Linked DNA regions of Sus scrofa: region 1 is linked to region 2. Evidence: chromatin contacts called from public HiChIP or PLAC-seq data. All regions are on one chromosome and are shown on one strand. Each heading gives the region's core, a stretch centred on a gene start, on an enhancer-like site or on the middle of the called end of the contact. The rest is flanking DNA. Distances are from core to core; before and after follow the strand shown.

Evidence for each region. HiChIP or PLAC-seq counts read pairs in DNA pulled down with a chosen protein or histone mark.
Region 1: a contact with region 2 is called in an H3K27ac HiChIP or PLAC-seq map of alveolar macrophages. The contact joins the promoter of BCL2L14 here to the promoter of LRP6 in region 2. A contact is called at or near these places in 3 of 5 promoter capture datasets (fetal liver, liver and skeletal muscle), 1 of 47 Hi-C or Micro-C datasets (fetal skeletal muscle) and 2 of 2 datasets of contacts at active chromatin or transcription factors (alveolar macrophages and skeletal muscle).

Annotation. Positions count from the first base shown.
Region 1 is chr5:60,354,721-60,360,792 of Sscrofa11.1, reverse strand. It overlaps BCL2L14 (BCL2 like 14), which reads left to right and starts at 3,062. Exons shown (of 6, transcript NM_001315668.1): 1 at 3,062-3,116.
Region 2 is chr5:60,147,149-60,153,331 of Sscrofa11.1, reverse strand. It overlaps LRP6 (low-density lipoprotein receptor-related protein 6), which reads right to left and starts at 4,291. Exons shown (of 24, transcript XM_021092344.1): 1 at 3,957-4,291. The coding sequence starts at 4,026.

The DNA.
Region 1 (6,072 bases), core at 1,813-4,312, 210 kb before region 2:
AGGGGCTTAGCTTCGTTGGCTCTGGGCAGAACCATCTCCCAGCCTGAGCTGACCTGCCCTATAAGCCAAACAGAGGGGGAGCTCGATGCCAAGAGAGTTCAGAACCAAGAGGGAACTTACCCTCAGTCCTTGGAAAGGGTGAGACAGTGAACCCAAAAGTGGGTTCACTGGTACCAGGCCTGTGTCTTTCACTGTCCGAGAAGCCATCAGAAATCTCCTTCAATCCCACTGCTGCCATCGAATCTATTAAATAACAAAACCCAGCTGAGTACATTTAAAAGCTCTAATTGGGAGTTCCCATGGTGGCTCAGCAGGTTAAGGACCCAATATTGTCTCTGTGAGGATGCAGGTTCAATCCCTGCCTCGCTCTGTGGATTAAGGATTCGGTGTTGGCCCAAGCTTCAACATAGGTCTGATCTGGCATGGCTTTGGCTGTGGCCTAGGCCTCAGCGGCAGCTCCAATTCAACCGCTTGCCTGGGAACTTCCATGTACATCAGGGGCAGCCATTTAAAAAAAAAAAAATTGGAGTTCCCGTCGTGGCGCAGCAGAAACAAATCCGACTAGGAACCATGAGGTTGAAGGTTTGATCCCTGGCCTTGCTCAGTGGGTTAAGGATCCGGAGTTGTTGAGAGCTGTAGTGTAGGTCACAGACGCAGCACGGATCTGGCGTTGCTGTGGCTCTGGCGTAATCAGGTGGCTACAGCTCCGATTAGACCCCTAGCCTGGGAACCTCCATATGCCACGGGTGCAGCCCTAAAACACGGACAAAAGACACACACACACACACAAAATTTTTTAATGAACAATTCATGAGTCAGGCAACATCTCATCTAAGAGGTAAAGAGGAGCTCTGCTGAGCTGCAGAAAAGGAAGCTTTTTAAAGACAGAGCAGAAACAAGGAAAGTATTTGCAAAGATATAATGTTTCAGGCAAGGCCATCCTCCTGAAGGAGGATGTGAGCAGGGTCTATTAGCAGATTTCTCAGTCCTGACCAGGAAATTCCAGTTTAGCTGGAATCACATTCCTGGCTAAGGGTGACTTTGTAATTAGGATAGGTATTAAGTCTTGGCCTACTGCCACGGAGCCAACACACGTGACTCCAGTTGGGGCTTATGGTTTCCTTTTTCATAAGGGGCAGAGGTCCCTTTATCCACCTGACCGCAGGGGTGCCTCCTGGTAGGTACACTCTTGGGGGCAGGATGAAGGGAAAGGTCAGTGGGCCGGGCAGATACCTGAAGGGTAGCTTACTGTCACTGTCACAGAAGGAAGGAAATGCACCCCATTTTTAACAACCCTCATCCCTGAGTGACTGGATCTTGGTGGTCTCTATTCTATGAGTGCTCTTTTATGTTTTCTACCTTTTCTAGAGCACAATGTGTATTTTTAGAATCAGGAGAAAAGTAGGCTCGGTTTTTGTTTTTTTTTTTTTAATATATAACACGTCTGGAGGCCTGTCTTGAGTATGTGCCAGTTTGTTGGGTGTGGAAGGTGTGAAGCTGGGTGACTAATGGACATTGTCGTCAATGAACCCACCTCCTCGTGCTGACTGCCCCTTCCTTGTGTTCATACCTGTGTTCATACCTGCCAAGACCTTGTGAGATTCTAAATGGTTTCTGCCCCCAGTTTCCTTAAGTCATGTAACTCTGAAGTCCAATCACAACTGTGGTCCTTACTAGGCAATTTAGTTACTTGTTATATCCATTTGTTGATTCTTGAATTGTTTCAAATGAATCTATCTCTTCTTCCCAAAAAAAAGACTGAGTTTTTTTTTTTTTTAAAAAGACAAGACATTCTTAATATTTCTTGAATAGCCCTCCAGGTAACTAGACTTGTATTCATTATGTGCAATAAATATGAATTTGCTGGTGAAATTTCACTTTGAGTCACCAAAAAACTAACTTTCCCATAACTGCTGTCATTTGTCTCTCAGGGATGTTTACCTAATATTTAAATGGCCAGTCCTTTCCCCGCTTTTATGAAATCACCCTTAATTCCCCTTTCATTTCTCACTTCCTTCATCTTCCCAGTTTGAGTAGCCAGCACTCATATTTCATGATCATAAATATATACTTCAGTTAAGAATCTGGATAAAGCATAAAATCCTATCTGTTTCTTCTTTCTTATACATAGGGAATTCTATCCCTAAAATCATAAGCTATAGTGGTTTTTTGTTTTTGCATTTTGGGGCCATACCATACCCATGGCATATAGAAGTTCCCAGGCCAGGAGTCAAATCAGAGTTGCAGCTGCTGGCCTACACCACAGCCACAGCAATGCAGGATCCGAGCCTCACCCGAGACCTACACCACAGCTCACATCCACACCAGATCCTTAACCCACTGCGTGAGGCCAGGGATCGAACCTGCATCCTCATGGGTTCTAGTCGGATTTGTTTTTGCTGCACAGCAACAGGAACGCCCATGTAACCTATAGTCTTTACATGAGTTTTTGTGGGTTTTACTATGGCTGGGGTTAGATTCTGTTTTGAAAGCTTTTCCAGGGGTTCCATTGGAATACAACCTTTGAATCTCACAGGAGAGGTAACAGGATATAGTGGAAAGCCAGAAAGACCAAGATTTGGATCTCAGCTCACCTGACGGGGACCACTAACAAGATACCTTACCTCTGAGCCTCAGTTTCCTTATAGGCAAAATGGGAATCGTAACACCTGCCTCCTGATGTTAAGATTCAAGATGTCCCACAGGTGATCAGTAAACATTTGCTAAACTGATGAAATGGAAAGCACTCTCAGGAAAACACCCAAATAATTGTCTTTGTCCCAAAGGGCAGTGAGAGTCCTTGGGAAACCGTGTAGAACTCCTTTTCGAGTCAAATTACTTGGGCAAAGGTCAGCCCCTCCTTCAGTTAAAAAGCTGAGGGCAGGGCTTAACGAGGAAGTGGCTCTCTTTCCTGAGCCTCCCTCCAGCTCTAGTCCCAACCTGAAGAGGCTACACCCGCTGGGGTCTCAGATCACAAGAAGCCTCCCGCAATGAGAAGCCAGGAAGACTTGGCCAGAGTTTCCTCTTAAGTTTCGTGGAGAGAGACTCAGGTATAGAAATATCCTTACTGCCACCTGACCTGAAGCAGGAGACACCGCTAACAGCCTGGAGACCAGGTAACACCAGGAGGCACCAGTCTTCATTCTCAGCCTTTCCAGCAGGACCTGGGGTGGGCAGGTCCATCCTGGTTTTGCTAACTCACTAGAGATGAGCAGACCTCACGTTTCCCGAGTTTATTTCCAAGATCTTAGCATGTCAAACTCAGAAAGCAAAATTAAGAATCTAAAACTAAACGTTAAGCAACTAGTTTGGCGTTTCAAAGAAAGGGAAAGAAAGATATTTAGGTTTCTCTTTCATTTCTCCTTTGCTCAGAAGGCTTGGGATAGGTCAGTTCAGAATATGTAACTGGCCAAATGATTTTGAATTTTGTGCAGGCCTCTCTCACTGAGTGCGTGACAAGGTGCGTGATGACCTGACAGAAGCCTGTGGAAATGCAAGCTTCCTCCCCCAGAGCAGAAATGGGCTGCAGACAGGCGTGCCTGGGTTTGAGCCAGAGTCCTGAGCACATGTGGGAACTTGGACACAAGGTCTAGTCCTGGCAGACCCCCCTAGAGACTTCCTTGGGTACAAGGCTCAGGTGAAATGGGAAATTCTGCTCCCTCCCGAGGTCCCCACCCCCTTTGTTCATAATCATCAGAGCCTGAGTCTCTGTCTCTCAGTTTAGCTTCTATTGTAATGATTTTACCTCATTCCTCATTTCTCCCTGAGGATTTAAAGGACAGAAATGACAAACAGGAGGCGGGACGAAGACACTAGATGTTCAGGAAAGCGAGGGGGGAGGGCAGATTGCCTCTGAAGGGCATAAGGGGGGCAGAGGGGGCAGAAGGGCAGGTGAAAAGCAACCAGAAAACACTGAGCTCCTAATTTGGTCCTCAGGAATGAGCGTCCTCACTCCTTTTTTTTTTTTTTTTTTTTTTTTGGTGGGGAGGAGTCTTTTTAGGGCCACACCTGCGGCATATGGAGGTTCCCAGGCTAGGGGTCTAATCAGAGCTACAGCTGCCAGCCTGCACCACAGCCACAGCCATGCCAGATCTGAGCCGTGTCAGCAACTTACACCACAGCTCACAACACCACTGGATCCTTAACCCACTGAGCAAGGCCAGGGATTGAACCCACAACCTCATGGGTCCAGTCGGATTTGTTTCCGCTGTGCCACAGTGGGAACTCCCTCACTCCTGTCTTACATTCAGGTCTCAGCAGAGTGAGCAAATTTGAATTCCATCCAGCTTCCTGGGGCCCTGGGGCCACAGCCTCTGTGCCGTTGTAGGGTCTCTTTCCTCCGTGACCTGCCACAGGAAGGGAAGCAAAATCTAACCTCGACAAAGGAATCCAGAGCTAGAACAACCCCAAGGGTGTCCTGCCATCCTGGAGGTCAGGTGCCGCCCTGCCCCGCTCCTAGGGGACTAGCTGCGTGGGAACCCGCAGGACTTTGGCCATCTAGGGGTTGAGGGAGAGGGAATCTTCTGGGAGGGCAAAGAGGCCAAACAAAGACACCATGTAACCTCCCTCCCTTTCAGAAGCAGTTTGGTGTAGATAAGGAGAGGGTATGTAAATACAAAGAGTAGGGCTGGGGAGCCACTGAATTACAATAAGCCTCACACATCTGATCCTGGAGCTAATTGAACCCTCCAGGCTCTGCACCTACACCCTGGGACCCCACCCAGGACTTCCTTTCCATAAACATAAGCATAAAACTTACCTGTACATTTCCATTGACCCAGAAGTTGAGCATTTTGAACACGAATGGCTGAGAGCAGAAGGGCTGCAATGTGTGATAAAGTAACTCGCTGCTGCTCTGCACCAAGACGTTATGGTCAATTTAACAGCGCCCTCATTCACAGTGGGGATCAGTGGGATGCACTGGAAGTGTCTTAACTGAGACTGATGCCATGGTCTCCTCCGCACCGCTGCTCCTGGCCACTGTCTGCATGCTGCCGGGCTCTCTGCTTCTCTCTCTCGCCCTTGGCCTTGCCTCTTGGTTGGGCCAAGCACTCAGATCCTTCTGGCCTGTAATGTGACAAAAATCTCTGCCCCCAGATGGAAGGACCGTGTGCTCCATCCTGACCTCTGGTTTTCCCCCCTTTCAGCTGTTGCTCCTGCATCAGCCTTTTGCAAACCCCTCTCTTAAAGAAGGACCCTTTCTCCGATAACATCACACATGCACACACCACACACACACACACACACTCACTTTTTTTTCTATTCACTTTTTTCAAAAAGCAATTTTATTATAGTTGATTTATGTGACATTTTCTGCTGTACAGCAAAGTGACCCAGTCATACACATTCTTTTTCTCATGTCATTCCCCATCATGCTCTATCCTAAGAGTTCCCTGTGCTGTAGAGTAGGACACACACACACTTTTAAAGTCCTCACGCTGCATTAGAAACTTTTTGCTTTTTTTTTTTTTTTTTTTAACTTACATGGTTTCCTCCAGAGTAGTTTTGTGGCTGGAGGAAGGCTCACCCCCTACCAAGGACACAGTTCCTGGAGAACCCGAGGGTACTTCCAGTCCAAAGGAAGCTCCGAATTAAAACCCACATAAGTCTCCTGACACCCTCCAGCGCTGCTCCCTGCCTGGGCTCAGCCACATCTGCAGTGAGACGTCCACCTGGAGTCTGACCTCGTGTCCGGCTCTCCTAGCCCTTTCCCTCTTTGGCTCATGTGTCTCAGGTAACTCAGTCTCAACCCCAGGTCCACTTTACTCCCTTCCAAGAAACTCAGTTCTCAATATTTTTAAGCAGCACCTTTCATTCGTAGAGTTGTCCAATTTGCTTAAAAATACAAGAGGCCCAGAGTTCCTGTCGTGGCACAGAAATTAACCCTGACTAGCATCCATGAGGATGCAGGTTCGATCCCTGGCCTCACTCAGTGGGTTGAGGATCCTGTGTTGCTGTGGCTGTCGAGAAGGCCCTAAAAGGACCAAAAAAAAAAAATATATAGGAGGCCCTGTTAGGTATGAATTTCAGGTAAATGACAGATACTATTATTTTATAAGCATACAATATTCA
Region 2 (6,183 bases), core at 3,042-5,541:
CCAGGTTCTAAGTGTTTTGTCTGGAACAAAGATTCAGCAGAATGTTAAAAGGATTTATGAAAAAACTCATTGTCAAGTTTGGGAAACAATGGATAAGAGGTAAAAAGAGTCTCTACCTCAGGACTTCTCAAAGCCTTTCATGTGTTAATATGAAGCATGAACCTCCAAAAGGATTCACTATCCTACTAAAGAAGGTTTACAGAGATTAAGCGACTTTTCCAAGGTCACACAGCCAGCTAATGGTAAACTTAGAATCAAATTCTCCTGACTCCCATGTCAAAACTCATTCTATCTCCCCAAGACTTCATTACACCTGATATTAAACAATCTTCCAAGGACCATTCCTATAACAATTTAAGATGAGGAACACTAGTGGCTTGTTTATTCTGACAGTACTTACCACCACCCTACCAAACCAAATAACAACAACAACAAAACGTAGCAAAAAATTCTTATAAAACAACAAAGCCTTCTCAAAATAAACTGGGATAGGAGTTCCCTGGTGGCTTAGTGGGACAAGGATCTAGCACTGCCACCAGAGAAGCTTGGTTTCAATCCCTGGCAGGGGCACTTCTGCATGCATGAATGTGGCGAAAGAGAAAGAAAAAGAAAAAGAAAAAAAAGCTGACATGCAATATTTATAGATTACAGACACTTATAGTATCCTCAAACTTAAATTTTTTTTTTTTTTTTTGGTCCTTTTATGGCCACAGGTGCAGCATATGGCAGTTTCCAGGCTAGAGGTCAAATCAGAATTGCAGCTGCTGGCTACACCACAGCATCTTCAACCTACACCGCAGCTCATGGTAAAAGGTGGATCCTTAATGCACAAAGTGAGGCCGGGGATCAAATTGGTGTCCTCATGGATACTTGCCAGGTTCATTACCACTAACAGAAGTCCCCAAAACTTAAATTCTTATAGAAAATATTTCTTCTAGGAAATCAGAGCTATAATCTTTTCTAATCAGTATTTGGAAGTAAAAGAAAGGTAAGGATAGCAACCTATATTGTGAGGTCTATTAGAGCAGGACCCAGGTCTATTTTGCTCATCACTATACACCATCAAAGCCTGATATATAGTAGGTATTTCATACCTAATTGTGAAAAGAATAACAAATCCCTGCTCTTAACATTAATTAGCTGTAGGATCTTGATCACGGTATAATCTCTCTGTATCTGAGTTTCCCCACTTGCAAATGAAGTGGTTAGACCAGAATGATCAAGATCTCTAAGAACTGGTGAAACTCATATAAAATAAATCTCATATCCCCAGCATGTGAGGGTATGTCCAGGGTCAAAAATTGTAACAAAAAAATAATATCTGCAAATCACTTATATTCAGTTCCTCACTTAATATACCCCGCCCCCCAAAAAACAGCTCGCTATTATCGCCCACAATTTACATGTAAAGAAACTGGAGCCCATAGAAACTGACTTCAAACACAAAGTTATTACGCAGGGAAGCACAGGCTTCCCCCCCCCAGGGCCGCTTCCCACCGCATATGGAGGTTCCCAGGCTAGGGGTCTAATCGGAGCTGTAGCCGCCAGCCTACACCACAACCACAGCAGCACAGGATCCAAGCCGCGTCTGCAACCTACACCACAGCTTACAGCAACACGGGATCCTTAACCCACTGAGCAAGGCCAGGAATAGAACCCGCAACCTCATGATTCCTAGTCGGAATCGTTAACCACTGCGCCACGAGAGGAACACCAACACAGGCTTTAAATCCAACATTTTCGGATTGAAATTCCCAAATCTATCCTTCACACCTTTTCCTCTGATGGTAGGGAAAGGGATGCAGCCCAGATGATGATAGTATTATGCCCTAGCTCTCAGCTATTGGTGTAACAGAGCTACAGAAAAAAGTTCTCCCCAACTCTCTCATCATCCCACCTTCCCAATGTTAGAGCTCCAACTCTTCTGTGAAGACAAATGAGCTTAATTAAACTAGTTAATTACATTTCTCCCTGGAGTCCAAGGTTAACTAATATCACTGTTTTAACAGAAGACGACATTAGCAAGGAATGAAAAGAATATAAGTTATGAATAAAAATCTTCCACAGTGAAAAACAGTTTTAGTTGAAATACATAGTTAAGTAGGTTAAATTCAAAGACCACCTTATACCATTAATATGCTACATTTAAAATGAGAGCTTCACTTTTCAAAACTTTGTTTCCTAGTGGAAATGAGACAATTTAAACTATTAACTCTTTTAGGTCTTCATATATAGTATCACATTTCAAAATATAACTCATTATTTCTCTTAACTCCAATAATGACCAAAACCAACTCTGGGCTCAAACTTGGTGTTAAACATTTACATCAAATCCTTCTATTCCAAGAAATACAACTGAGCAACCAGAAGCATGCCAGGTAATGATTTTCAATTTCCCCAAGACTTTAACCCATCAGCTGATTCTATTTATTAACCTTTAAATATACACATATTCTTATGTCAAATATAATCCCCTTTCAACAAGGAGTAAACTGTAATAAACATATACTTATTAAACCTCTTAAGTACTTAAAACTGCATTAAATTCTCAGCCAAGAAAATGAAATAAGCACTATCTTTCTGGAGTTTAAACGTGGAAATAGTTTGGAATGTGCTTACAGTTGAGTCCCAATTATTAAGTATAAGTAGATACAACATGCAGACATTATAATCCTGAGACACGAATAAAGGAAAAAAATTTCTCCTCTCAAAATTGTCAATCACGCTTATCCAAAATAAATAAATATGCACACAAATAGCTTATCTGGCTCATTTATAGCACAACACGGTTAGTTACTATCGTGCTCTGGAAACTTCCGTTAAGTTTGAACACTTAACAAACGTTTAGCCTGTTAAATTAATAGCTAAAAATCTCCTTACACTCAAGAGGTCCCATATCTGAAAAGAACTGACAGTGAACACAAGCGAAAATCTTAACGAAACCAAAGCTACATACAAATCATTGCATCAATTGGCACTTAAATTGCTCGGCTGGTAAATGCCCCACAGCATCAGAGTCATCACTGCCTCAACACTGGCTAAGTTTGAGAATAGCTGCTGAAATCTTGCGGGCCAGTCAAAAACCTCAGCGAACTAAAATCACAAAATAAAAGTCACAGCCTATGTGACAGCTTTGCGGGCCAATTAAAAACAAACAAACAAGCCAAGGAACCACAGAATTTACTCGATTCTCGAGCAAATTCTCCCGGGGAGCGCAGCAGATGGTAGCTTAGGTCCCGGGACAGGCTCCTCTCCACCAAGGATGACTTTCCTGCTTGGTGCCAACTGTACACTTGCAAGCTCCGAAAATAGGGGCAAGTTCTGAATACCAGGGGTTACAAGGGCAACGTTTCTATTTTATCACGGGCTGAAGCCCAGACGACTCCCAAGGCTGAAACGCTCGACCTATAACCTCGGAGTCGCTTTCCAACTGTGCTCTCACCCACGATCATTATATCCCCAAAGGAAGCCAATTATTAGTTGTAACAAGGCCTGGAAAAATAGTAAGAGGGCTCTAAAAGTTCACAAGACAGACACGGAAAAGGTGGGGGCAGGAGAAGCCCGACGTTGAAGCATCTCAGGCTCAAACATTCCAAGGGCCAAAATCCATACAAAGCCCCTAGTCCCCAGTGACTCCACGCAGAAACAGACACACCGACCCTCAGTCGCACGGAAAGAATGGGGGGTCCAGGGGGTTACCCGCACAGGCTGCTAATGGTAAACTTAGAATCATCCGTTCCGACCAGGTCGGGCAGGCGAGGCGGGGGCTGCATCGTGGCCGGGCGGAGCGCGCAGCCCCTTCTCCCGGGCCCCTCTCTCCCTCCTTCCCCAAGACCAGGCCTCTCCCCGCTCCTCTTCCCCTTCTTCGCCTCCCTCCCTCCCCTCCCCCAGACACACAGAATGAGGCCCCCTCCCCCCAAAACCCCACCAACTTTCCCCGTCCCCGTGCTTCCCACCTCTCAGGAGCACGCAGAAACTGCAGGCCAGGAGGCTCCTCAGGACGGCCCCCATCTTCCCTTCTCGCATTCGCTTCTCTCACCGGCGAGGGGCGGCCCGAAGAGGGGGAGGCGAGGAGCCGGGGCGGCCGCGGCAGCGGCAGGTCTGCACGCTCATGCTTCCCAGCTTTCCGGAGAGAGAGAAGAAAGAAAGGGGCACGTCAAGGCTCCGCGCGCGCCGCCGCCGCCCTCTCTACCGCGCCGCTCCGCCCGGGGCTCGCGCGACGCCAGCGTCTGCTTCCATCCCGCCGCCTCCTCCCCCGGCGCCCCGCTTCCCCCGCGCAGTTCCTCATTCAGCCTCTTCCTCTCACGCCGCGGCGCAGGGATACCGGCTCCCGCCGCCGCCACGGGTCGCCGCCGAGGTCTCCCTGCGCGCGGGCGAGCCCCCTCCCTCGGCACCGCCTCCCGGGCGGTTTAGAAAAGGAGAGAGGGCCGCGCGCACGGCCTCGGCTGGCAGACCCCGGGAAATGCGAGGGGCGAGCAAAAGCGGGCAGGAGGGGAAAGGCCGCCCGGCGGCGCATTCCGATGGGATTCTTTCCCGGGCCGGCCCCTTCGGCCCTCCCCGCGGAGGGCGTGAAGCGACGTCGAACAACATCGGTGCCGGCGTGGTCGGGACTACTTTCTGCGGCTCGGCCGGGCCGCCGCCTGCTCTGCTCTTTGTGCGGCAGCCGCGGGCTGAGCCAGGTGGGGTTCTCGGGCCACGCCGGCCGCCACCTGGGCCAGGGCGGCGAGGGCGTTGAGGGCGGCGGGGGCAGATTGGCTGGAGCCGCGGAGCTGCAAGTCCACGCTCTGGGATATCGATACGGGGTGATGAGCTCAGTCTCCAGGATTGGGAATTGGTTTACGCATCTCTTTTTTTTTTAAGCATATCTCTTTTTAAAGAAAATAAAAACTAATGCTGTATCCACCAGCTTTCAACGTGGATATGGTGAAGGGTGCTCAAACGCCAACACAAAACGGAGATTTATTTTTTCCTCCTGGCTTCCCAGAACTGCAGACTGCCCCCACAATTAAGTCCGACAAGGACTAAAGATTTCTAAACTGGCAGATAAAATTCCAAGATACCTAAGAGAGAGTAAAGGGACAATGGGTCAGGACTGAATTCTGGATTTTACAAATTGCGTTTAATGATGGTTGTTTGGCATGTTTTGATGATCAGTTCTCAGCTGGAGAAGGAAAAGATTCCTCAGCATCTCAGAGTGATTTTGCTCAGCCTCTGCTGGCTGCTCTCCGGGCACTGGGCGTTCAGGGATAGGTGCTCAGACGTCCCTGGAGTCACGTGGCAGCTTCAGTCCAGGAGGGCACACCATCAGGAGTTAACCATAAAGGAACTATCAGGTGCATCCTGCCCAGCCGTCACACGCCCTCACCTGGGGGCAGATGGTGCAGAGGCGGGGATGCCCCTACGTTGGTACTAGCGTCTCAGTGACGCGGTTCACCAAGTGCTGCGCACACATGATTTGACACTCAACTACCCTGGGGTAAGGCAGGTTGTGTTACTTAGTATCCTTATTGCACAGAGGAGGAAAATGAGAATCTGAGGGGTTCAATGACTTTCCCAAGGCCAGTCAGGTGGCGACTAGCCCGTCCAAACCCAAGCCAGGTCTTCCGACTGCAGACCCTGCTCTGTCGGAGAAATGCGCACTGATCCAAAGCCAGGGGTGTCTGTGAGCAGATAGAAGGGCAAAAAAGAGCCAAATCATTTTCTCCTAAATTCACCTGAGAACGTCTAGCCGCCACTAATTTAAATTACCTTCCTCCAAGAACCATGTCAGGACTTGGCAAGTTTTGTATTCTGTCCTCCTCAAAACAGATAATCGAGAACCAGGTTTTCAGCAATTGCCTAGAGAATGTCACCTCGAAGCTATGAGTCTGTGGCGACACCATGATGTAGTTGGGAAGGCATGAGCTTTGGAAAGAGATGGTTAGGATTCAAATCCTACCAGTTACTAGATGTGTAACTTTGGGCATGAAATTTAGGTATACTGCACCTCGTTTTTCTCATTTGTAAAAATGGGAATAATACCTCGATCAGGCTTATAGTAGGAATTAAATTTTAAAGAATTTTAAAGAATTTTAAAGAAAAAATATTTCTCAGTATATAATAGGTGCTGAATAAATGATCATTTCCTTTCTCAACTCCTGCAAAGCGAATGGTATCATAGTAACTTGGAATCCTTCAGAAATT